3 separate regions of the Zea mays genome follow, and all the other regions are linked to region 3. Evidence: chromatin contacts called from public Hi-C data. All regions are on one chromosome and are shown on one strand. The core of a region is the stretch at or near the end of the contact, and the rest is flanking DNA. Distances in the headings are between cores, read along the strand shown. Region 1 has its middle 20 kb from the start of LOC100285117. Region 2 holds the start of LOC103627167 (U-box domain-containing protein 73). Region 3 holds the start of LOC100381672.

Region 1 (3,426 bases), core at 305-2,804, 190 kb before region 3:
ATTGGAAATCCTAAACCCACCGATAGAGCGGCATGCCGCATACACGAGGTGCAATTGAATGTAAAAATATGTATGTGGTCTGTGTGCTGCCCGCTTATTTATACCATTATATAATTTACCAGTTTACACTTTATAAAATACATCTAAACAAATCACCTCACATCTATAACCTCCACTAAATTTACCAAATAAATTGAACTCAGGCTTAACACATCATTAAAATCAACGTTTCATATTGCTGGATAACATTCTCTTTATTAATCACTCAAATTCAGTGGATAATATTATTTAAATCATTCTTCATCCCTCTCCCACGTGACCCTGATGTCCCCTTCCCCTCACTCGTGCCACAGTCGACACTTGCCTTCCCTTTCGCGGAATCGTAGCGTTAGCACATGCTATATGCTACTATATTTTGATTTACTAGTGCAGACTCGTGCATTTTTACGGTTTTTATATATCAATTAGATAGACCTTACTTAAATGAGATATTTATTCAAACACGATCTAAACTTATAGATTTCTAGATTGCATCAAAGGAAGACAACCGAGAACTAGGACAGGGTCTATGCAAACCGGTAGTCAGCACGCCTCTAGATCAAACCAAACCAATTTTGAGTTAGGTGTGTGACGATGTCATCCTTATCGGCTCGCGGGTCCGGCAGTACACCTCGCGCATATCTAAACACACGCTCCAGGGGTCGGATCGCGTGAATTGGTGCACCCACGATTTTGCCCTAGAGACGATGGGCGGCGATGTGGTAAGGAGAGGCGGAGACAATAGACAACGAGGTATATGATGTGGGGTAAGACAAGATGAAGTTTTTTCTCGATTTTTTTCACGCTTGCGAGATCAGGGATAATGAGGGTGGAGGTACTAGACTATAGATCACAAAATGGGGCGTGACTGATGGGCTATCTGAGGTACGGTCCATTTAATAGTGTTGCAGCCCAGCCTAGCTTGACATGAATCAAACTGAACCCATGTCGGTTTGGTCGGAGAACTGTGTTGTGCCATGGCTTATTACAATATTTACAATATTTATTTTTTATATCACAAAAGTTAATGAACTCTAGTGGTTAGATGCCATGGCTTACTACTTCGACGTCTTGGAAGCGAACTGGCGTCTAGTTGAATTGGTTAGGTGGTCTGAGTAGCACTCCTCAGGTCCTGGGTACGACTATCTGTGGGAGCGAATTTTAGGCTGTGGTTAAAAAATCTCCTCGTCTGCCACACGCCAAAGCATAAGGTCTAAGGCTCGTCCTCGGTCGCGGTCGTTCTCACATGGGCTTCGATGCTAGTTTGTATGGGTGGAGCAGGGGTTCGGGAGTTTTCTCGACCTCTCTGAGAAGGTCTTCTTCTTATAATACAATACTCGGGGCTGTCTTACCCCCGCAAGTCGAGTTTTTTACTTCGACGTCTTGGGAAAATCCAGCGCCCCACACATGTTTTTTTCACGGTATTATTTTCGCGGTGGGAGTTGGGAGGGATGCAACGCTCGACATCATGCAGATAGGCTTGTGGATCCGGATCCTCGGCAGTCACGCAGTCGACTGCCAGGAAGCTGACAGGTGGGGTCTCCCAGCGTCGACGCGTGAGAGCAATCGACTGCCGAGGATCCCAATCCGTGTGGATAAACTTTAACTTAAATAGTACATATAGCGATAGAAGTGAAACCTTATAATTTGTGGTAATATTTAATCAAATTAAATGTAGGTTTCTTTTCTTTAGAAAATGAACATAGGAGATAAATTAAATGGCTTACCAGCTCACCGGATCCAACCGAAGCAGCCCACCAGGTAAGGCCTTGTTTGGTTAAATCCATCCCGGCCTGGATTCACCTGGATCAGGGTTCAATCCAGGCCACATTTCAAGCCCATAAAAAACTAGACCAATTTAATTTTTTTGTTCGGTCAGCCTATCTATGGATTCTGGCCCAACCACCTGGATTTTTTTTCAGTAGGGATGACCAGGATTGCATCCAGACCTAGCTCCCTCTGGAATAAAACCCACGAGGCGACGACATGGTCGTCTCCCCGAGGGCGATGGCACGCCTCTCATGTTTGGATTAAACGAACAACATGTTTGGATTAGAGTCATGGATTTAATTCTAGTATGGGATTGGGTGAGGGGTATGGATTCACCCAATCCAGCTTTGGATTAAATCCATGATGGAATTTATTTTATCCCCAACAAACCGAACAAGACCTAACTGATTGATACACTGGGAAGCAACCAACTAGAGAACCAATCGCACCAGCTACACGCGATTAAATGAGTTGATCCGTCCGTCGTCCGCAATACATAACATCAAATATTTAGTCATAGTTCAGTCATTCAAGATTTACTTCAGCAATTCAAAGTTTGCTTCGACCATTCAAGGTTTACTTCAACATACATCAGGAACAAATATGCAGCAATTCAAGTTTTTCTTTACCCATTTAAGGTTAACTTTAACACACAACAACAAAAAATATTAAGACATTCAAGGTTTATTTCAATGTAGAATTGGAACAAATATTTAGCCATTCATGGCGCATGGCACAAGTTCGGTCACGTTGCCCTTCGTCTTCCCTGTCTTCGATGTAAACATACAACTACCGAACCGCTGCACCAACTTATCCACTGTCTTCTTCTGCTAATGCAAACAATAGTTATTGGTAAAAATCTCAACAGATGGAGACCCTCCATAGGTCATCGTCGCTCACACAAACTTGCTGAGCGTGATAATGGCATCGGGAGTGAGCTAATGAAGATGAACTCCAAACTTCTCCAATACCTCAACCACGAAGTCATGGTACAACAGGTGAAGGCCATCAACGAAAAAGTCCTCGAAAACCACCCTCCTCATGGCTACGATGAAGCCTCCAATCCGGAGGCCTAACCAGCCGTCGCTAGAAAATATCCCATGCGCTCCATCGCTCTAATTCAGCGCTCCAAGTGCCAGGACTGTCCAAGCTCGAAAGTCTCCCCATTCCTAACTATCAAAGTCTTGAAGATGTCATCCATTGGTGGAAGTACGATGTCATCCGAGCCCGAGGAAGTTGAACTATTCGTCGGGGTTAATTTAACCGGTGACACGATGGAACTGGTAGGGTCGGTGAGAGGGGAAGAAGCAGGTTCCATGGCATGTTGGGAGTGGCTTCATCCAACTGTCTTGATCCTCGCTAGTCTAGTTGTCGAGCGACGGCAATCGCCGTCGGTAGAGCATAGACGATAAAAAAAGCGTGAGTGGAAAGGTGCAACAGTAAAAGTCGTGAGAGTAGGTGTAAAAACCCTACTACTGTCTTACCTTATATATGGCCACAAAACCGTACATTAATGGTCAAATCTCCTGCCCCCGGATCAGCTCAATTGACAATCGAGGACAACATTCACATCCTTCGTGCAAGACTTCAGGATCGACCCATCAAGTTGAGGCTCCC
Region 2 (3,661 bases), core at 715-3,214, 130 kb before region 3:
CTATAAACCCAAGCATTGCAAGTCCGTATAGTCCACACTGAGACTAGCGCATCCTAAGTATACTTCACAGTTGCACAGGTCACTGGTAATGGAACAATTTAGTCCTTGTGTTTTTTAGTCCAAAAACTGGTAACAGAACAAAATACATGTGGAAACCGACCAACTTTGGCTTATTTGGATAAAATGTTAAAGAATTGAAAAGAATAACCAAACTGACACAAGGGCACAAGAGCAGAAGCATGAGAGAAATACCACTATACAGCAGATTATCAACAGAAATGAAAAAGGTAACTGATAGTGTGGACTGTGGAATTCATATGGCCAAAACAAAGCGAAGTATCCGCCGGGAATTGCAAAGAAAAAACTGAAATGAGAAGGGTGCTTACATGTCCAGACGTCAGGATGAGCGGATCAGCAATAATATCTCTCTCCAGTTGTGATATCTGTAAATAAATCACTGTTGTGAGATCTATTTAATGTAAAGAACAGGAATAATACAAAACTCCTAAAAAGAACTGTTGGCGGACTACACCTAACTCAGTCAAGACTCAAGAGTGCCTTGTCATTAGAAGGAGCAATGAGCATCTCTAACTGCTTATTGGTGCAAAGCAAAGTTATTAGCCCGTCCCCACATTCCAGCCATCAAGAAACTAATAAAGGACTACACCAAACACTTGAGACTGTCAATGTATCAAGAACTTTAAGAACCGATAAGGGCATGCACAAACCTGAGACGTTGCTTCGGGTTTCTAAGTACAAGAGACACTTAAGATACTCTGATATAATTCTGAGCCTCTAGACTATAAATACAGTTAAGAAACAATATGCATAGAGTTGTGTAGTTTTCCAAATACAAGAGACACTTAAGAGACTCTGTGATACAACTCTGAGCCCTAAACTATAAATACAGTTAAGAGACAATATGCATATAGAGTCACGAAGAGAAGAGTCTGTCTCTTGCAATTTTTTTCATCTAACCCATAGAGACCTCAAGAGACCCATATTAAACATTGGTTTTTTAAGGTGGTTCCATATTAAATGGATTGTACATGCTTTAAGAGAGACAAGGCAGAACGCAGCATGAGCCAAAGACAAGAAGGCAGAGCAATCTATGATACGTACATTACCATGAGGCCATTTGGACCTGAACTCGGCAGGCAACACGGGGACTCTCTCCCTCCCTTTGAAGGAGACATCCATGAGGCCCTTCATAGCAAGCTCCATATCAACAAACGCCCCGCTGTTCTGGCCTCCCTGGATTCTCGCCAACGCGGACTTCATCATGGTCGCCGCATGGACAGACCTGTCCTGAGCCGCGGGCTGCACGTCGTCTCCCTCGGCACCTGCTTCCGACGGATGCCTGGGCGCGGAACTCGCGACGTCGGCACCCTCCTTAGCGCGCTCCTGCTCTTCTCGCTGCGTGCCTACCAGAACTCCAGGCGACGGGGGAGCGGTCGTCAAGGCAGCGGAGTCATTCTTGCTCTTCTTGGACGCATTCCCGAGCAGCCGCCTCCACAGCGGTACATTGGTGGCTTGCTTGGCCGCGTAGCTCCTCTCTATCGCCCTCTCCACGGAGCGGAGCAACTCCTCCTCTTTGGACGAAAGCCTCGGGGAAGACATGGCGCCTGTCCTTCTAGGACTCTTGCCCTGCTAAGTCGAGGCGAATGAGGAGGTGGTGGTGGCCTGGTAGGTTCTTGGTTTGTGAGTTGGTTTCTGGACGGAAGAGTCGATGACGACGTTGGGTTCAGGGCAATATATATAGGGGAGGGCGAGAAGCGGTGGTGGTTTGCCTATGAGGATAGCGCGGCGCGGCGAGATCGATCAGACATTTCGTCGAGCACGAAGCACATAAGGACTAAGGTCTCGTCCTTTCCTCGATCGCCTGCGGGCTGCGGCAATACCAGCGTGGCAGCGTCCGAGACAGCGACGGCATTCGCCGCTCGCTGGAGACAGGCAATTGTGCGTGCTCCGCCGCGGGCAGTAAGGCATGCCGTCGGCAGGTGGGACCGTGGGAGGCTTGCGTGAGGCAGTGCGGGACTGCGGGGAGGGGGAGTGACCGAGGGGCAGGATGTGCGAGGTGCGACATCTGGGAGCGAGCTGCGAGCAAGTCTGGTTTGCGCGAGTGCTTTTGCGACAGCGAACGAGGTGTGCATGCTCGACAACCGACATGGTTACGACCCAGTGTCGAAACACCATGAGGGCGACGTTTGTGGAAGTTCGCTCGAACAACCTAAGGGCATATAGAGTGGAAGATACCATATCGGTTCTCTAAACATAAACGACAACTAAAACACTCTATTATACAATAAAGTGTTTATAAATATAGTCTATTAATAAATACAAAAGTGAATGTGTCTTTAGAGCATCAGATTGATATAACAGACGACAAATTCGTACCAGGGAAGTAAAGGCATCTGTTACTACTTGTTATGAGTCAGAGATGTCTCTTAACGAAGGGACGACTATATGATTTTTTTTTTGCAAATTTCCCTTTAGACACCTCAAAAAACCTCTATATTAAACACCATTGTACATGGCCTAAGCAGCAACATGGCTACCCTGATAGAGGAGTCATTCTACTCAGCAAACGACCTGACGAGTTAGGCCCTGTTTGAAAGCAACCTAGTTTTTAAGAATCTAGTTTATATCTACAATTTCTAGAAACTGGTTAACGGTGTTAAGAACCACCTCAGTTTTCATAAACTGCCTTTAGCTAGGTGAGACTAGATTCTTGGTTTTTAAGAAACCGATAATCCAATGTCTATAAACTAGTATGTTTGGAATAAACTAGTTTCTTAAAAATCGGGTGTTGTTTGGAATAAACTAGTTTCTTAAAAATCGGGTGCTTCCAAACAGGCTCTAGTCGAGCATGAGGTTGGACCGTTGGAGTCGAGATCATGGTGTTGTGCGATGTCAGAATCGAACCTAGTCATGGACGGCAGTGTGAATGGGGACAAGAATTATGTGATCTAACCTCTAGCTTGTTTGGTAGCCACGAGAATGGAGGGGATTTGAGAGGTTAAGGACATGTTTGGCATGGCTCTACTCCACCCTAAAATAGCTCTGCTCAAATTCTAGAACGGAGCATATCTACTTCAGAGTTTAGATTGCTTTCTCATAAACACTGGCAATGGTGGGTAAATACCTTTAAACTACATGTTTAGGTTGTCTTTTAAGGATTTTAGAGCTGTAAAAGGAGTACTCCAAAAATTTGCACTTTAGCTCTTAAAACTCTATAGAGTTTGCAACTCTCGAGTTAGAGTGTTTGGTTGACTCTATCCAGCACCTCTGGAGTTTTGCTCTGGAGCTATGCCAAACACCCCTAAAATCCCTTTACTATTTAATTTTAAATAATAAGGTGATTTTAACCCTTTCAATTTCCTTCTTCCAAACATGCGGTAAGGCTGCCTTCGATGGTATTGCTCCCATGTGGAGGAACACTCACACACTGTTTTCCCTAGATGGCTCAAAAGATTCCCCGCAAACGAGCGTGGATGAACAAATTCCCGACACATGTGACGTAAAGAATATACGCCCGAAAACACCGTTTTAGCTAATTGATGACGCGAGTGAAGTTTACAGGCACATATAGAGGAAGTCGACGAGCAGACAAGCGCATGCGCTGGAGCGTCGAGTCGCTGGTGTCGCTCGTTTAGGGCCT
Region 3 (3,702 bases), core at 819-3,318:
TCATTTTCTTCAAAGGTATTTCACATATTAAGTTTATCAACAATAGTTCTCCTTCTCTAGAAGAGGAAGCAGGGGAAAAGTAGTTAATCAGATATTGGACAAGAATTTCTAGTGTACCTAGTAATGAACTCGACCGAGAGACGAGCGAAGTTATGTCTGCCATTTCCTTCCAGCATATGCTAAAACAAAACAAATGCTTGACATTAATAGAGCAACTATCACACTTACATAGGTAACATCATTTTCTTCAAAGGTATTTCGCATATTAAGTTTATCAACAACAGTTCTCCTTCTCTAGAAGAGGAAGCAGGGGAAAAGTAGTTAATCAAATATTGGACAAGAATTGCTAGTGTACCTAGTAATGAACTCGGGATCAAGATAAAAAAACTCATTAATTCTTTTGAGCTGACACAACATTAAGGGTCGTACATGTCGTAGTACCTGTCGTCGTACCTGAGCCCTGTTGGATTGGATCACCCACGCACGCAGCAGATCCAAAACGCCCTGTCACTCAAATCCAAGGAATCAGCTAGTATTTGGCGTGATGGTGCCCAGTCTCGAGGAGTAGTTGCAGGATCTCGCCATGCCAAAACAATCAGAGCATCAGGGGGAGGCGATTGATCCACCCACTCGCTAAGATGAGTCCCTTGTTCCTGCAGCAAAGGCGCATCACGAATTTGTTAAATGCGAGCATGCAGATGTGATGCGTCGCCATACCGCTATCTCATGGAGTGAGGAAGGAAGAGAGACAAAGCACACCTATATCTGCTTGGAGAAGGAGGGCCCCGCGGCGGAGGCAGAGGACGGCGAGCTCTTGATGCGGAAGATCATGTACGTCAGCGGGAGTACCACGCCGCTCATCATGATCGCTGCCCCCACCAGGTACCTCACCGGCGAAGGCGCCCCCACCTCCAAACATCGATACTCGACGGCAAGCGGGGGAGGAAGGCAGGCGCGGCTAGGGTTGGCAGCGTGGTGTCGTCAGCGACGCTCGTGTACGGCTCACGACCCTGAGGGTCCAAGGTGACGCTCTCTGGCCACCGCATCTCGCCGCAGAACCGCCAGTTCGCGCATCGTCGTCCTCCTTCTCCTCACAGCCCGGGGTTGAAGCAGACGGCTGGGGGCGCGACGGTCGCAGATCCGAAGACGGGGTGTGGGGAAGAAGGCGCGGCGGTCACGAACCTGCGGGGGGAGGGGATGGGGGCGGACCTGAGCGGGGGTGGGGTGCGTGGGGGTCACGGAGGCGGGGGCGGGGGCATGGTCTACATTAGACTCTTAATAAGTAGTATAGAAACCATATGGACCCTTCATCTTCCTTCACACGCACCTATGTGGTCACCTAAAATAATGCTTGACACTGTAGACTATACTTTTTATAGAGTGAAGTTTGAATATGAGTATGGAGATGACTAAGTGCCACTTTGGAAGCACCCAATTTTTAAGAAACTGGTTTTATGAAACTGAGGTGGTTCCAAACATACTAGTTTATGTCCCAGTTTATAGAAACTGGATTCTCAGTTTCTTAAATACCAAGAAGCTAGCCCCTCTAGCTAAAGCCAATATATAAAAATTGAGTGGTTCCAAACACCATTAATCAATTTTTATTTCCTAAACCAGTTTCTAGAAACAAGAGATAGAATCTGGATTCTTAAAATCTAGGGGCTTGTTTGAGAACTTTATTTCTCAAAACCACAGTTTAAAGTACTACTGTTTAATATATGCTACGAGCCTATGATATAACTATGATATATTTTATACCAGTTCAATCTAACACCTGTTTGGAGACATATTATTTTAATTATAATGTAGGAAAAAGAGAATATTGTAGCTGTGTGCAGCATAAAACTTTGATATAAACTAATTATTTATCCTAAACATCTTTGACCTAAATTACTATGGTACGCTCAAAATACTACGGTATTATTTTAGAATTAAGAAAATACAGTGCTCCAAAACATGCCACAAGTTGCTTCCGAACAGTGACAAAAGGCCGAAACAAACAGCCCATCTCTCTCCTCATATAAAATTCGAAGCATCCTGCCGTGCGTCCCCGAAGTTCCGAGTCCCCATTCGGTCCCCCCCCTCTGCTCTCTCGAAGCCTCCAGGCTCCAGAACCCCCACCCCCTCTCCTCTCGCGCCGCGAGGGGTTGATCCGTCCGGCGATCTGGGCCCTCCGGCCGGCGCCCGCGCCTGGGAGGCTTTTCCTTACCCGCCGCACGGGCGGAGATGCTCTCGCTCCAACAGCAGCACGGCGGCGCTGTCGCCGCCGGCGGCGATGCGCGCCACCACGCACCGCAGCCGTCGGTGCTCGGTGGAGGCGCGGACTGGCTAGTGTTCGGGGGCCGCGCCGACCTGGAGGAGCCCGCGAGGAATGCCCCGTCGCCCGCCTTGTTCCTTCTTCCGCCCGCGGGGCTCGATGACAGGGCGGCCCAGCCCGAGCCCAATCCCAAGCCCGCACAGCTCGCAGGAGGTGACTCTAGCTGCAACCGATTTTTTTGTCGCCTTTTCTCTTCGGAGATTGTGGCCGTCCGTGTTTAGGGGAAGTCGAGTTTGTGTTCTAAGATCTATCGGTATTCGGTTTTCCCCAATCTCTACTGGTACCGGTAGATTTGGAAACGTCCTTTTTCCCATGAAAATCATGAAAATAAGAATACTAGTACTATGTTGGTGTCACTGCAGAGATTCGATGGTGTTGCTATCGTCTTTTACTTTAAGTACCTATTATATATATATACATATATATATATATATATATATATATATATATATATATATACATATATATATATACATATGCATATTTATTTATTTATTTATTTATTTATTTATTCGATTGTGTTGATTTGGATTAGAAATTGCAACTTGTAGGCGATCGTGCCGACTGTTTCGACTTTGGACTGGGAGAAGTGGGCACAAAAGGTTCATAGGAGAATATTATAAGCTATCTTTATTTCTAGTGGTCTATATTCTGTATGGGGTTCACACGCCTTTTACTCCAGTCCATCTTTAGAAAATTGCAATTTTGGAGGTGGCTTGTATTAGCAGCATAACTTTCTGGAAACTTCATGTTATATCCTTCAGTTCCAGAAACATTCTTCTATCAACTGTATCGGCTGCTTGTTTAAATCTGGTAAACTGCAATCAAGAGTTTTAGATTAATATGAGGGTGATCAAATGTTGATGCTGTTATGCCATTCGGAGTTGTCAACAGGACTAGTATATTCATCCCAGGGCTTAGTGAGGATATTGATGGTAGTCACAACTTGGTGGCGATCTCTGACCAATTATTTGCTGTTATGCTAAACTTTGAAAAAACATTGTATTTGTGGAGACATGCACATCCACACATTTGTGGCATTAACAATTAGTTTAGATTTATTTATAGATCTGTTAGGGTTTGCATATTTGCAAGAAGTTAATAAGTATCATCTGTTCCTAGCATGAGTTGAATGGTTGAATTACATCGTGGATTTCACTGTTTTTAATTCTTCACTGAAGCTTATTCCAACTTGCTTGTGAACAAAAGGCTTCAATGTCCTTATTAGTCGATTTGCCATATATTATAGCTTTGTTCTCCAATGTTTCAATGTGATTCTGGTGATTCATGTTTGTGCGAAGCTTATGCTTTACTTCTAAGTTATATGTGAAGATTTATATGAAAACTGCAAAGAACATTCAATTTTCATGAATTTCGTAAATCAT

Evidence for each region. A called contact is a pair of places that touch in the nucleus more often than the background predicts.
Region 1: a Hi-C map of leaf shows a contact between it and region 3, with 4 times the contacts expected there. The contact joins the enhancer-like site here to the promoter of LOC100381672 in region 3. A contact is called at or near these places in 6 of 25 Hi-C or Micro-C datasets (ear, endosperm, leaf and 2 more).
Region 2: a Hi-C map of ear shows a contact between it and region 3, with 3 times the contacts expected there. The contact joins the promoter of LOC103627167 here to the promoter of LOC100381672 in region 3. A contact is called at or near these places in 13 of 25 Hi-C or Micro-C datasets (bundle sheath, ear, leaf and 4 more) and 1 of 3 datasets of contacts at active chromatin or transcription factors (leaf).

The regions. Positions count from the first base shown.
Region 1 is chr5:164,875,904-164,879,329 of Zm-B73-REFERENCE-NAM-5.0, reverse strand. No RefSeq gene overlaps it. Among protein-coding and RNA genes, the nearest start is that of LOC100285117, 20 kb to the left of the region's middle. Within about 2 kb of position 1,554, at least 7 of the 20 cell types and tissues checked have an H3K27ac peak or open chromatin away from gene starts, as enhancers often do. A contact at or near this core is called in ear, leaf and tassel, where this site is marked.
Region 2 is chr5:164,817,931-164,821,591 of Zm-B73-REFERENCE-NAM-5.0, reverse strand. LOC103627167 (U-box domain-containing protein 73) reads right to left here and starts at 1,964. Exons shown (of 3, transcript XM_008647470.4): 1 at 1,123-1,964; 2 at 387-443. The coding sequence starts at 1,620.
Region 3 is chr5:164,688,375-164,692,076 of Zm-B73-REFERENCE-NAM-5.0, reverse strand. It overlaps LOC100381672, which reads left to right and starts at 2,068. Exons shown (of 28, transcript NM_001174485.1): 1 at 2,068-2,470. The coding sequence starts at 2,227.